Regions from separate parts of the Pan troglodytes genome. Here region 2 is linked to region 1. The links are chromatin contacts, called in public Hi-C maps. All regions are on one chromosome and are shown on one strand. The core of a region is the stretch at or near the end of the contact, and the rest is flanking DNA. Distances in the headings are between cores, read along the strand shown. Region 1 overlaps LOC104004361 (a long non-coding RNA gene). Region 2 holds the start of FOXO1 (forkhead box O1).

The links. Hi-C and Micro-C count contacts between places; a contact is called where the count stands out from the background.
Region 2: a Hi-C map of stem cell-derived neural progenitor cells shows a contact between it and region 1, with 4 times the contacts expected there. The contact joins the promoter of FOXO1 here to the enhancer-like site in region 1. A contact is called at or near these places in 1 of 7 Hi-C or Micro-C datasets (stem cell-derived neural progenitor cells) and 1 of 1 datasets of contacts at active chromatin or transcription factors (stem cell-derived excitatory neurons).

What each region holds. Positions count from the first base shown.
Region 1 is chr14:39,292,690-39,298,802 of NHGRI_mPanTro3-v2.0_pri, reverse strand. LOC104004361 (a long non-coding RNA gene) reads right to left here. Exons shown (of 4, transcript XR_677293.1): 3 at 5,159-5,260; 4 at 4,158-4,722. Among named protein-coding and RNA genes, the nearest start is that of FOXO1, 470 kb to the left of the region's middle. Within about 2 kb of position 3,047, at least 15 of the 24 cell types and tissues checked have an H3K27ac peak or open chromatin away from gene starts, as enhancers often do. A contact at or near this core is called in stem cell-derived excitatory neurons and stem cell-derived neural progenitor cells, where this site is marked.
Region 2 is chr14:39,761,742-39,767,854 of NHGRI_mPanTro3-v2.0_pri, reverse strand. FOXO1 (forkhead box O1) reads left to right here and starts at 2,620. Exons shown (of 3, transcript XM_522749.9): 1 at 2,620-3,678. The coding sequence starts at 3,049.

The DNA of each region.
Region 1 (6,113 bases), core at 1,798-4,297:
GGGCCTTAGCTGCCTGTACTCTGCTCCCTCAGTGTCTAGAAAGGCTTTCGTTTCTCCCAAGGAGAAGCATGGAGCTCATTCACACCGCCAGGCTCGGCACCTTCTCTCAGAGTCCTTCCCTGTGTGTGGGTGCTGCTCTTGGGAAACCGTCCCTCCCAGAAGGCTGTGCTCATTCTTCTTGCCCCACGACCAGAGTGCCTTTGAGTGTGGAGACAGACTGTAACCAGGTCTCCTCCGAGGACTTGGGCTTGCAGTGCCTGCAAAGCTGATGGGGACCACATTGGTCTCTGAGTGACCTCCAGCCCCCACCCACCCACCCCTGAGGTGATGGCGAGATGCTCACTGCCAGGGCTGTGGAGGACAGGAAGCCCTCCTTCCAGGGCCACTCTTCCTGAGCCTGGCAGAGCCCAGCATGTCCCTTGTCCATGTTGTTGACAGGCCAACTCACAGACTGGGCATGGACACTGGGACCCAAAAGCCTGAATGCTTATTTCTAACTTGGCTGTGTCCCTGGGCTTTGGTTTCCTACCACAGAGCCTGGGTGGAGAAGTCACTGGGCAGGGGCTCAGCTAGGCGGCTGACTTGGGGTGGATACTGGGAGACGTGGGGATTTCACTTCATAAAAGTGTAGAAAATGAGTTTAGCAGTCTTTGTGACCTCGTCCATCTAACTCCAATCTCTGACTCTGACCATGGTAGGGATTAAAATATATTCAAATAAACCCCTACATGCTCTGTAGCATTTCAATATGTCTTTGATAGGAATTTAAACTCTTATCCTGAATTCATTCTTGTACTTATTCTTGGAGCATACATTTATTTAGAATATTTCAAGAGAGCCCCTCCTAAAAATCTCTATAAACGTTAAGTGCAAATAAGCTGTGTTTGCCAAGCCTCCAGCCCCCCATGAGATCAATTCCTTCTCAAGTACCCTACAAGTTTGGGGCTGCCCAGGCAATATTTCAAACCTGTTTAATAACACCTTGTGGGGAAATGATGACACATTTTCTTATTTTCCATTAGTTTTCTATTTGTTCTTTGAATGAAAGAGACTCCATATGTAAATGTGATTATTATTCTCTGAACTTCCTCTGTGCAAGTTGGGTACCAGAATCTCCTGGGTTGTTTGAACAGGATTCAGGCTGGAATTTCAACAGCCAATATCAACGAAGGAAAGCAATAAAATCCATGAAAAATTAACATTGCTAAAGAGTACCACAGGCCCCCCAGGGCTACAACTATGAGGGTCACCAGTAAGTGACCACGATTTAATGAAGTGGCGCTCCCTCTGATTAGGAAGAAGTGGGCCTGGCATCTTCTACAGCATAAATACCGTGTTTCTGAGCATGCCAAGCCAATGCTTTCAGCGTCTGAATTTTCTCCCAGCCTGAGCTGGCAGTGGACAGCAGAGGACATTCCACTGAAATCGGGCCATCGGGAGCTGAAGACAAAGGCAGCCGATTCAAGTGCACCAAATTGGAGTTTCTCTAATCAAATATATTAAACCCACCATCATTCTTGATTGTTTTAATGGGAAGAAAGGGCAGCTGTGGCCTTCATTTTCTAAGCATTTTATTTAGTGCCATGGGGGTTGGAGGAAGGGGAGGGGAGGGAAAAGTGGGTGGGAAAGGAAGAGAGGTAGAGATGGCTAAGAAAGCTACAGGAAGCTAATGTCTTTTGTCTTAAAAGTAAAATGATTTTGCATGCTGTTCAGATCCACACAGAGAGTTCCCAGAGCTGTTACTCACTAAGAAAAACTTGAGATAAGCAGTTGATAAAGCACTTTTTCATAGGAGTAGAAAAGCAGCCCCAGACCAGGGCTTGGAATACTCGGGCAAAGAAATCCTGGTGACTAGCATTAAATGGATCTGCTTCACTAGTTACATGGGAGCCTGCTCAGTGGAGCATTCCCCCCACCTAGCCCCACATATATTTATACTTTGTATAAAAGGATTTAATTTTCAAGACACTTGCAGGAACTTATCTTCACTCCTTTTATAACCTTCCAGGCTAAGAGCAGAATTCACAAAAGGCTTTTTTCACCATTTGAACAATAGGATTTGAAACTCTAGTTAAGAAACTGATGTCCCAACTTTTTTTTTTTTTTTTAAATAGTTTAACAGATGGTCCAAGGGTGATGTTTCCTGGCCAGAGTGCAGTACCACATACAGTGTCTTGGTATGCACCTCCAGCTTCAAAGCCGAGCTTGGGCACGTGATGTCACTTCCTCCAGCTGCTGAGTTGATAACAGGATGAACCTGAACAAGATAGGAACCAGACACTCCACTGTGTAATTAATTATTTCACTCCACTGTAAGGCAGGAGACTTAGGTAGACACTGTTTTAGTACTTGGAGCTTAAATGCACTTTGCAAAGGAACAAAGGTCTGGGAGCTGTGGTGTGGGGCTCACAGGCTCACACAAGCTAACGTGAGTCATCTGGAGAAAGGGCTTTGGAAGCTGGTGCCTGTTACAGCCTGAAGCCAGCCTGTTTCTGAGCTGGAACGTGAAAGGCAGCTGGCTGTGTCAAAGGGGCAGAGAATAAAGCCGCAGTGTAAAATGAAGACACAATTCAGCAAAGAGAAGATGCTATTAAAATGGTTTCTGCTCCTCCAGCTTCTTTTGGAGGGCCCCCTTTTGGAAACAAATGATTCTGTTCTTTAAAAAAAGGAGGTGGAGGTTCCTTTCAGAAAAATGTTATTGGACTCTTTTTAAATGTCCCTATTTGAAGGGAATTAAAGGGAACGGCATAAGGCAGCGTCTATATACTCAGGGGCCATTGTAGCAAGTGACACAATGCCAGCTAAATGAAGCCCTCTATCCTTTGGAGGAAATCTAATAACTCAATCAATCAGCTCCAGTCTCCAGGCATCCATGGTGGGCTGCCAGCCCCTCCAGGGAGGGTCCTTCCTTTGCCACGAGACAGCTGGGCGAGGAAAGCTTTGGGAGAGGAAGAAATTGCCAGTGCATTCCTCCCCACACTCCCTCCCCGCTCCCTCTCTCACACACAATGCCCTTTTGTCCCTATGACCCCCATCCCTTAGCATGGCTTGAGCTGGCCTGGAGGCGATTGCCAGGGAGCAGCTCAGCTCCCAGCATCTTCTTCTTGCAGCAGCTCTGTGGGATGGGCCTCCTCCACAGCACTGGAGTTGTGTCAGGAGCTCTGGGGAGGCATCAACTGTTCTTAGCTTGCTCTGGTCTGGAGGGTGCTGAGGATGGCTGTCTCTTTTCATCTATGGATAGTGCCTGGGCACGGCTAGGGTAGGGGTGGAGGTGAGGGTGGAAAGGACACCAGGCAAGCGATTTAGAGACTGAGTGGCAGCCAAATTTGGTGATGAATTTAGCTACATCACCAAATTTACTGAGTAAGCCTTAGGCAATTAACCTAACCTCTGCTGTAGTGCATTCTTCTCTGCAAAATTAGAGGCTGGTGGAGTTAACATCCAAGGTCTCTCTCTGGTCCAGTGCTGTGAACCTCTTTTTGGTAACTGAGGAGATAGGATAGGAAACATCATGGGCTTCTGAGTCAGACGGGCCCTCAGTTTGTATTCTGCCTTCACCACCTGTGGTTTTGTGCAAGGTATAAAACTTGTTTCTCTTTTGAAAAAATATTGGGTTAAGTCGTATCTACCATACAAAGATGCTTAAGTTTTGCGACTCGAATTAAAAGACAGAGTCTGGGATGATGCCCAACACACAGTACATCCTTCTAAACATCAGCTTTCCTTGTAACCCATCTGACATTGAATGTCAAACAACTGCTTAATAAAAATCCACATTAGTTAAAGAGGCTTGAAATTTGAAAACAAATTATATAGCACTTCCATGTCATAGGTTACAGTTCCTAGACATTTCAATATCAGAGGCAAGTAAAGTTGGAAAACAACAACAACAACAACAACAAATCAATCAGGATTGGTAGCAAGGTAGAATTGCCAGCTTTTAAAATTTTGGCCAAGTAAGTTTGTTAAAGCAAAAGTCTCATCTGCTCTCATTATCCTTTCAAAAACAAGGTCACAATGACTAATCAATCTTCACTAGGGATGGACACTTGTCCTAATTAAACAGACATATGTAGGTCACATATGTATTCTTATTATACATCCAATGCATATGAACATTGTCCTTCCATTCCCTGCTATTTACAATTCACTGTGGGTGTGTGACAGTTTGTCCCATTCTGCTACCAAGATGGGGCTGTTAGTGGGAAACCATGGTCTTCATAAGTAAACTTATTTATGTACTTTTATGTGTAAACTAGTCTCTGCTTCTTTCCTTCTTTTCCCTTTTTACTCTAAGACCCCTACCCCTGTGTACACCCCCGTGTGTGTTTACAAACACACATAACGCTTACGGTGCATTGGACGCCCAATCTACCCCAATTTTTTCAGAAATAAGCCAACTGAATCGCAAGTGCCATACATTTTGATTCTGTACCCTTTCCCCCTCCTACTTGAAGTCAAACGGAAAAAGTTGCTCCTTCCCTTTCCTCGGGAGCCTACTGAGCCTTCTCTAGGAGAGAGGGCCCTCCTTTCTTTAGCCTCCACTGGGTTTCGGGGCTGCCCGGCTGTGCTGACCCTTCTGGGCAGAGAACAAGGTACACAGAAAGCACAGCAGCCTCCTCCCTTCCCCTCCTGTGGCTTCAGTGGGCTTGGGGCATCTGCAGGGCTTCCCGCCCTCTCCTCGTCTCAGACGCAACTTCTCCTCCTGTCCTGGCAGGAGTCCTAGGAAAGAAGGGCTTTTGAGTCAGTCGGTTTGTCTCCGTGCTCCTTTCCTTCTTGGTAGGAGAAGGCAGGCGACCTCTAGGCAGACGCCTGGGCTGCTTTCATGAGCTGGGAATCTGGACCGTCGCCCCCAGCTTGGAGTCGGGGGCGAGGGCTAAGTGTGCGGGAGTGGGATGGGAAACTGGACTGCTCTCCACCTCCTACTGATTTGAGTTCTCACACTGCGACCTCATGTGTTGTGAATTATAGAAATGCCAGACACACCCACAATTAAATATAAGCACCCAAAGGCTCTTGAACGCCAGTGTTAAGGGACTTTGAATGCTCCCTTGTTCGCGCCGCCTCCACACGGCTCACTTCCCTTACACCCAGTGGAGTGGAGCTTCTACCAGCTTGCACCCCACTGCGCTGGCCTGTTTCTGCTGCTTTCCTTTACCTTTCTGCCGCCAGGAACACGCCAGGCCGTGCTGGGATCACATTTTCCTTGCAAGGGCAGTGACCCTTTTGTAGACATATTTCGTCTCTATGGGAGGTCTCTCTATGGTCAGAAAGGAACACACAGAAAATCCATTAAGCCCAATATCCAATCTCTTTCTGGGGTAATAGATGTCAGCGCTACTCGCTGAGATCTGAGTCAGAAATCTGCAGCCTCCTGGAGCTGAGTGCGGCTGAACTCATTGATCCAGCTGGCGGGCCACACGGACATGCAGCACGGTGCTACCTCTCTCCTCAAGGGGCCCAGACCCTGCAATACGCAGGTGGCAGTCACGCACAGAGGGTGGCCAGGGCCTTCGTCTCTTCTGTCTGTTCCCTCCCCCCACCCCCTGCTGTTTAGTGGAGCAGGTTCTGGCAATGCATGGGGGAAGGAGCCAGCAAGGAAGTGGGGTGGGGTGCACGTTTAAGCTGGGCTTTATCTTTTTTGGGCTTGTAAGTCTCTTTTGAAGTGATTTGGACCATAAAGAACAACGGTGCTTGTTTTTCATTTGGGAGGCTTCAGTTCTACCCAGAAGCGTCTTAAGTGTTAAGAGATTCACTGAGGTTGGCGCGCTCTCTCTTCATGTGGTTCACAGTTCTCATGTTTTACTTATTTTTGATGTGGTAGCTGTAGCCAATGAAAGCTATTCCCCACCCCCCCTCCCCGGCCCCAGTTCAAAGTTATAAACTGAGAGTTTTGGGTTTCTGTCTTCAACGTTTCCTCTCTTTGACGTCTCTGTAGAACCAAAAATGCCAGTTTTTCAGTCACTCCCAGAGCCTTCATAGGGGCCAGTGGGTGGCTTGGGAAGGAACATGGGGGGAATTTGGCCTTCTGCCTTGGCAGGTATCCCTGAGTGCAGACCGGGTTCCAGGAACTATGTTAAGAGCTGAGGATGCCTTGGACACTCCCACCTTAC
Region 2 (6,113 bases), core at 1,371-3,870, 470 kb before region 1:
TCTCTTTTGAGGCGGAGTCTCGCTCTGTTGCTCAGGCTGGAGTGCAGTGGGGCGATCTTGGCTCCGCTTCCCGGGTTCACGCCATTCTCCTGCCTCAGCCTCCCGAGTAGCTGGGACTACAGGCGACCGCCACCACGCCCGGCTAATTTTTTGTATTTTTAGTAGGGACGGGTTTCACCGTGTTAGCCAGGATGGTCTCGATCTCCTGACCTCATGATCCGCCCGCCTCGGCCTCCCTGCAAGGTTATTTCTTACAGAATAGTCTATGATAGCTAAAGACTGGAAACAAGTGAAATATTCACCAACATCCTGGGGTTCAGTAAATTGATATTTAGATACAACAGTGTGGTGGTTAGCTGTAAAAACCCTTCAATATATATTTTTAATTTTTTGGACCTATGTGTCAGGGACATTGGTGTTATAGGTTCTCTGTGCCTGCCTCATCAATTTTTTTAAAGAAAGACCAAATAAAAGTAAACTATGACATTTGAAGAAACAATTGGGCAGGAGAGCCTCAAAGATTTCAAGGATTTGGGGAAAGTCTGTAGGAAGACTCCTTTAACCAAATAAATATTCTCTGACGCCCTGAAAAACCGGAATAGAAATGAAGGCAAGGCCAAATTTGAAGCTGGCTTCCTTTGCCAAGAATGATCCAGTAGGGCACCGCCTATTTTTAGGGTGCGGCTGTCTGGATCGGGGGCTGCTTCTGCAGAGTGTAATTGGAAAGGTGGGGGGAAGCAACAGCTGTACTTTGGGGGCCTGCCTTTGAGCTCATCATCTGAGTTACTGAGGTCCCCTAGCGGCTGTCAGAGGAGGCCCAGACTGTCCAAATTTGATAGTAAACGTGAAGAGACCACAAGACCAGGGTGGGAACCAGTCCCCGCCCGTCCCCAATCCATCCGGCTCACGCTCCCCACCCCACCCATGCCTAGTATCAGCAAGAAGCTGTTGTGATAAATAGATTATGAAGAAACAGCCCGGACTAGAGAGACGATAGTGAGAATATAAAAGAAGAAAGATAATCTCTCTCAATCTTTTTAACTTTTGTAAGAGGCCTAATTTTTCCTTTTTCCCCCTCTTTTCTCTTTTATTTTTTCAACAACCTCTTGTCCAACTGACTAATTTTCTCTAGATGCCACTTTTTCCATTGCAGAATTACTTGTAAGAAAGAAAGGGATTAAAAAACAAAAGAGTTGGAAGCTGTCCTTTTGGACAAGATATTTAAAACCCTACTGTCCATCTTCCATCCCAAGTGGTCCCATCTTTCTAAAAGGAAATGCCTTCCATATTCTTCCTAAAAAAGCAAAAGCATAACAAAACAAAACTGGAAAACTGTTTCTTCTGCTTGAGACACAAGGGCCATTATCTTCCCACCTTTGGCCCCACTGATCCTTGACAGGATGTCCTGGACCTGCAGCCCAGATGAGGAAAGGTGGGGTGTGGGTGGGGGGTTGACTGACACACACAGCAAGTAGCCTCAAGGAACTTGGGGGTGGGGCAGGCTGCGCCCCAAGGCTTTGGTCCTATCTCCCGCCCCCCTTGCGTTTTTACTTAACACCCGATCACTTCCGTTGCAAATAAAAAAGAAATAACAAACAGCTAAATTTAATTAGGGATAAGTAATAAAATGACCTGGTTCTCGCTAACTGCGCTCCTGAGCCCTTCGCTGCCGGCCCTGGACTTAGTGGACGGAGCGGGAGATTCCCGCCCAGGGGAAGTGGTTCCCACGGAGGGCATGCGGTCGCGGGTGCCTTTGGATTCGTGTGTTCAGGGAGGCCAGAGAATCTCCTCCCCGCGCCGGAGCCCCTGTTCCTCATTTCTAGCATTTTAAAAAAGGTCAAGAATACAGTGAATCCGGCTGGGGGCTGCCGGCTGGGTGACGCGCCTCTGGCTAGACCGAATGGCACAGGCTGAGCCCGGGGGTGCGGACCGGTGGGCACGGAGAAGGGTCCCTCGGCGCGGACTCGACTGCAGGAGCCGCGGCGCCGGGGGTGGGGGGCGTGTGCCGCTCGCGAGGGGGCCGGAGGACTTGACAGATCGCAGCGAAAGAAAACATTAAATCAAAACAAAACCCACCGATTCCCCACGTCGTTCAGCAAAGACATCGTGGGTGGAGCCAGGAGGGAGTGATTGAGTAGAATTCCGCGCGGCCGCCTCCGCCCGCCCACCCCGCGCCCCCGGCCCTCGGCCCCCTGCCCTGCCAGCCCGCCGGGCTCGGCCCGCAGCGGAGGTCAGGGAGCAGCGAGCGCCTCCTCCCACCCGGGCTTCCCGAGTACTCGGCTCTGCTGCTCCGTAGTAAACAAAGTGTCGCCGCCGCCTCCACGCTGGTTTGCTTCCTAGCAATCAAAACACTGAGACGGCGAGAGAATCACAGAAACACTCGAGAATTACCAGAAAATAATAGAGATCCAAAAAAAAAAAGGAGGTGAGTGTGTGAAAGAGAAAAACACCCCACTACCCCCCACCAGCCCACCGCCGCCTCCCCGTGGAAAACCGGGCCCCACCCAGCCCGGCGCCCACTGGCTGCCCGGGCGGCGGTGCCGCATGCCCATTGGCCGCGCGGGCTGTCGGTCAGGGGCGGGCCGGCGCGCGCGCCGCCGCGGGCGGGGGGCGGCGGCAGATCCCGTAAGTCGGGCGGCCTGGTAGTCGCAGCAGCTGCTGCCGCAGCCGCCACATTCAACAGGCAGCAGCGCAGCGGGCGCGCCGCTGGGGAGAGCAAGCGGCCCGCGGCGTCCGTCCGTCCTTCCGTCCGCGGCCCTGTCAGCTGCAGCGCGGCGCAGGCTCTGCCCCGGCCCGGCGGCTCTGGCCAGCCGTCCAGTCCGTGCGGCGGACCCCGAGGAGCCTCGATGTGGATGGCCCCGCGAAGTTAAGTTCTGGGCTCGCGCTTCCACTCCGCCGCGCCTTCCTCCCAGTTTCCGTCCGCTCGCCGCACCGGCTTCGTTCCCCCAAATCTCGGACCGTCCCTTCGCGCCCCCTCCCCGTCCGCCCCCAGTGCTGCGTTCTCCCCCTCTTGGCTCTCCTGCGGCTGGGGGAGGGGCGGGGGTCACCATGGCCGAGGCGCCTCAGGTGGTGGAGATCGACCCGGACTTCGAGCCGCTGCCCCGGCCGCGCTCGTGCACCTGGCCGCTGCCCAGGCCGGAGTTTAGCCAGTCCAACTCGGCCACCTCCAGCCCGGCACCGTCGGGCAGCGCGGCTGCCAACCCCGACGCCGCGGCGGGCCTGCCCTCGGCCTCGGCTGCCGCTGTCAGCGCCGACTTCATGAGCAACCTGAGCTTGCTGGAGGAGAGCGAAGACTTCCCGCAGGCGCCCGGCTCCGTGGCGGCGGCGGTGGCGGCGGCGGCCGCCGCGGCCGCCACCGGGGGGCTGTGCGGGGACTTCCAGGGCCCGGAGGCGGGCTGCCTGCACCCAGCGCCACCGCAGCCCCCGCCGCCCGGGCCGCTGTCGCAGCACCCGCCAGTGCCCCCCGCCGCCGCTGGGCCGCTCGCGGGGCAGCCGCGCAAGAGCAGCTCGTCCCGCCGCAACGCGTGGGGCAACCTGTCCTACGCCGACCTCATCACCAAGGCCATCGAGAGCTCGGCGGAGAAGCGGCTCACGCTGTCGCAGATCTACGAGTGGATGGTCAAGAGCGTGCCCTACTTCAAGGATAAGGGTGACAGCAACAGCTCGGCGGGCTGGAAGGTGAGTGGACTCGGCGCGCGGCCGGACCTTAGGGGCGCGGTGGGTCAGGCGAGGGCGCAGCTGTGCAGGTTTGCTCGGCCTGAAGGTGCGGAGCAGGAGGGCAGCGCGTTCCCAGGAGGGCGGGCGAGAAGCGGTGGTCGCAGTGGCCTCGCCTGGGTCCGGTCGGGGACGGCAGTAGGTGTGCGTGCGCGCCAGTCAGGAGTTCGCGTGGGACGCGGAAAGGGGCTCGTTGGGGAACTAAGTAAAGAAAGTGCGCCAAGAAGTGGACGTCAGAGCTAGGCCGAAAAGTTTGCCAGTGAAAGGAGAAAGGGGTTCGCTGGGAGCGGCAACCCCCGGCCCGCGCCGACTGCTTCGGCTGCCCCTTCCCTCCCGGACCTCCGCGGGGGGAGGGCGGGTTCTCTCCGGCCGCGCCGCGGAGCTGTTTCCGCCGGGCGCGGCGGGGGAGGGCGCGGCGAGGGGCCCCGGAGCCTCGCTGCCCCGGGACCGGGCTGCAGGTGGAGGGGACAGGCAGGGCGCGACCGGCCGGGGACGGTGCAGGGCCGGTCGGGCAGTTTCTGGAGGCGGTGCGCATTTTGCTTTGTTTTGGTTTTCTCCGGAGTGGCCTGGAGTGCCGGGGGCCCGGCGTCCCGAGCCCGAGGTGGTGCCTCCGACACGTGCGAAGGGGCGGCCACCGCCTGCGGAGCGCCGGCGCCTGGCCGCGCGGGGCGAGCTAAAGTTCAAGTGTGACCCTCGGCGGGGGCGGGCGCGGGCGGTGGCGGTGGCGGTGGCGTGGGAGGGGCCCCGGGCGCAGGAAGCCCGCGCCTTTAAAGGGCCAGCGCGTCGGGGCCGGGCGCCGTGGGGCCAGCGTTTCTCCATGCGGGGAAGCGCCCGAACTTGGTCTTGCCCCTGGTAGGAGGCTTTTAGTTAGAAACACAGAGGCTGCCCTGAGGGGCCGGGGGCTGGGATGTGTGAGTCTTTTCCTGCCTTGCCACCCTATTCTTGAGCATGGAGGACCAGGCGGGGGGGCTTTGCGACCAATGTTTTGAGGGAGTCGGAGTGGCGGTGCGCGTCGAGGGAGCGGTGCCTTGAAGGAGGATTTTTGCCATTTTTGCCTTTCAGAGCGTGGCCAGGAGAGACTTAGCGTGGGGGCAGGCACTTCCCGACTCCGAGGAGAAGGCCCGGGGGCCCTCGGCTCCGGGGAGGCTTCCCGGGGGCGGGGTCCAGTCGTGGCGCGGCCTCCCCAAGCTGACAGTTTCTCACTGTCACCGGTGGCGGAATTGCTGTAAAGGCTGTCTAGTTGAGCTAAACACCTCCCTCCCCTCCTCCGAGACGGAGTCTCGCTCTGTCGCCAGGCTGGAGTACCGTGGCGCGATCTCGGCTCACTGCAACCTCCGACTCTCTGGTTCAAGCGATTCTCCTGTCTCAGCCTCCCGAGTAGCTGGGATTACAGGCACGAGCCACCACGTCCAGCTAATTTTTGTGTTTTTAGTAGAGACCGGGTTTCACCATGTTGGCCAGGATGTTCTGGATCTCCTGACCTCGTGATCGGCCCGCCTCGGCCTCCCAAAGTGCTGGGATTACAGGCGTGAGCCACCGTGCCCGGCCGAGCTAAACACCTTTTTAAAACATACCTTTCTTCGCCTCTCATATTGGACTCCACGGCATAATAAAGATTGGTCTTTGCTGCGCAGTTGTTAATACCAAGGTTATTTTACACACAATGTCATCCCTGTGGTTAATGCGTGTCAAAAGGGTTAAGTTACTCACACCATATTGAAGTTCCTTTAGAAGGAATTCAAGATTCATTTTATTTTTTCCAAAGTGTGTTTTAGAGTAAAGGTATCACTTATCGCTTCATTACCAGGCATTACATGCAATTTTACCAAGTGTTTCAAAAAAGTAAAGTGCCTTCTTACCGTTAAGTTCAGCATATATTCTATTAAGTCACAAAATCGAAATTGTCTGCCAAATCTTGTTTTACTTAACATTTGAATTTAAGTACTTGACTTACTTGCTCATCTATCAATTCCACTTCAGCTGTTACAGAGTATTAGCCATTTAAAAAAAAAAATCCTCCCCCCTTTTTTTTGCATTCAAAGTACAGTGTGTACTTACACCATTCTTTAGTCCTTGGAAATGGATACAACCTACTTCAACTTGCTGGAGTGCCTTTCTTTAAAGATAAAGGCAGTGTTTTGGGATATTTTTAGTTTTGCGTCTCAAATGGCATTGTCAGAGTGTTAGTCTTAAACTAGGAATATGCTTACACTTTTTAAGATTTAGGTTTTTAAAAAATAGATTCTGATGTTAAATCATCTTTACAACCATTTTTATCAGGTTCTTGTTCTGATTTTTTAAAAAATGCAAGAATAATTTAGTTTTTTTTTAAAATTTATTTGCCAGAGCTAGGAGACCTGTTATCTGTCTGGAATTGGAGGCCCTTGGGCAGCTCCCAG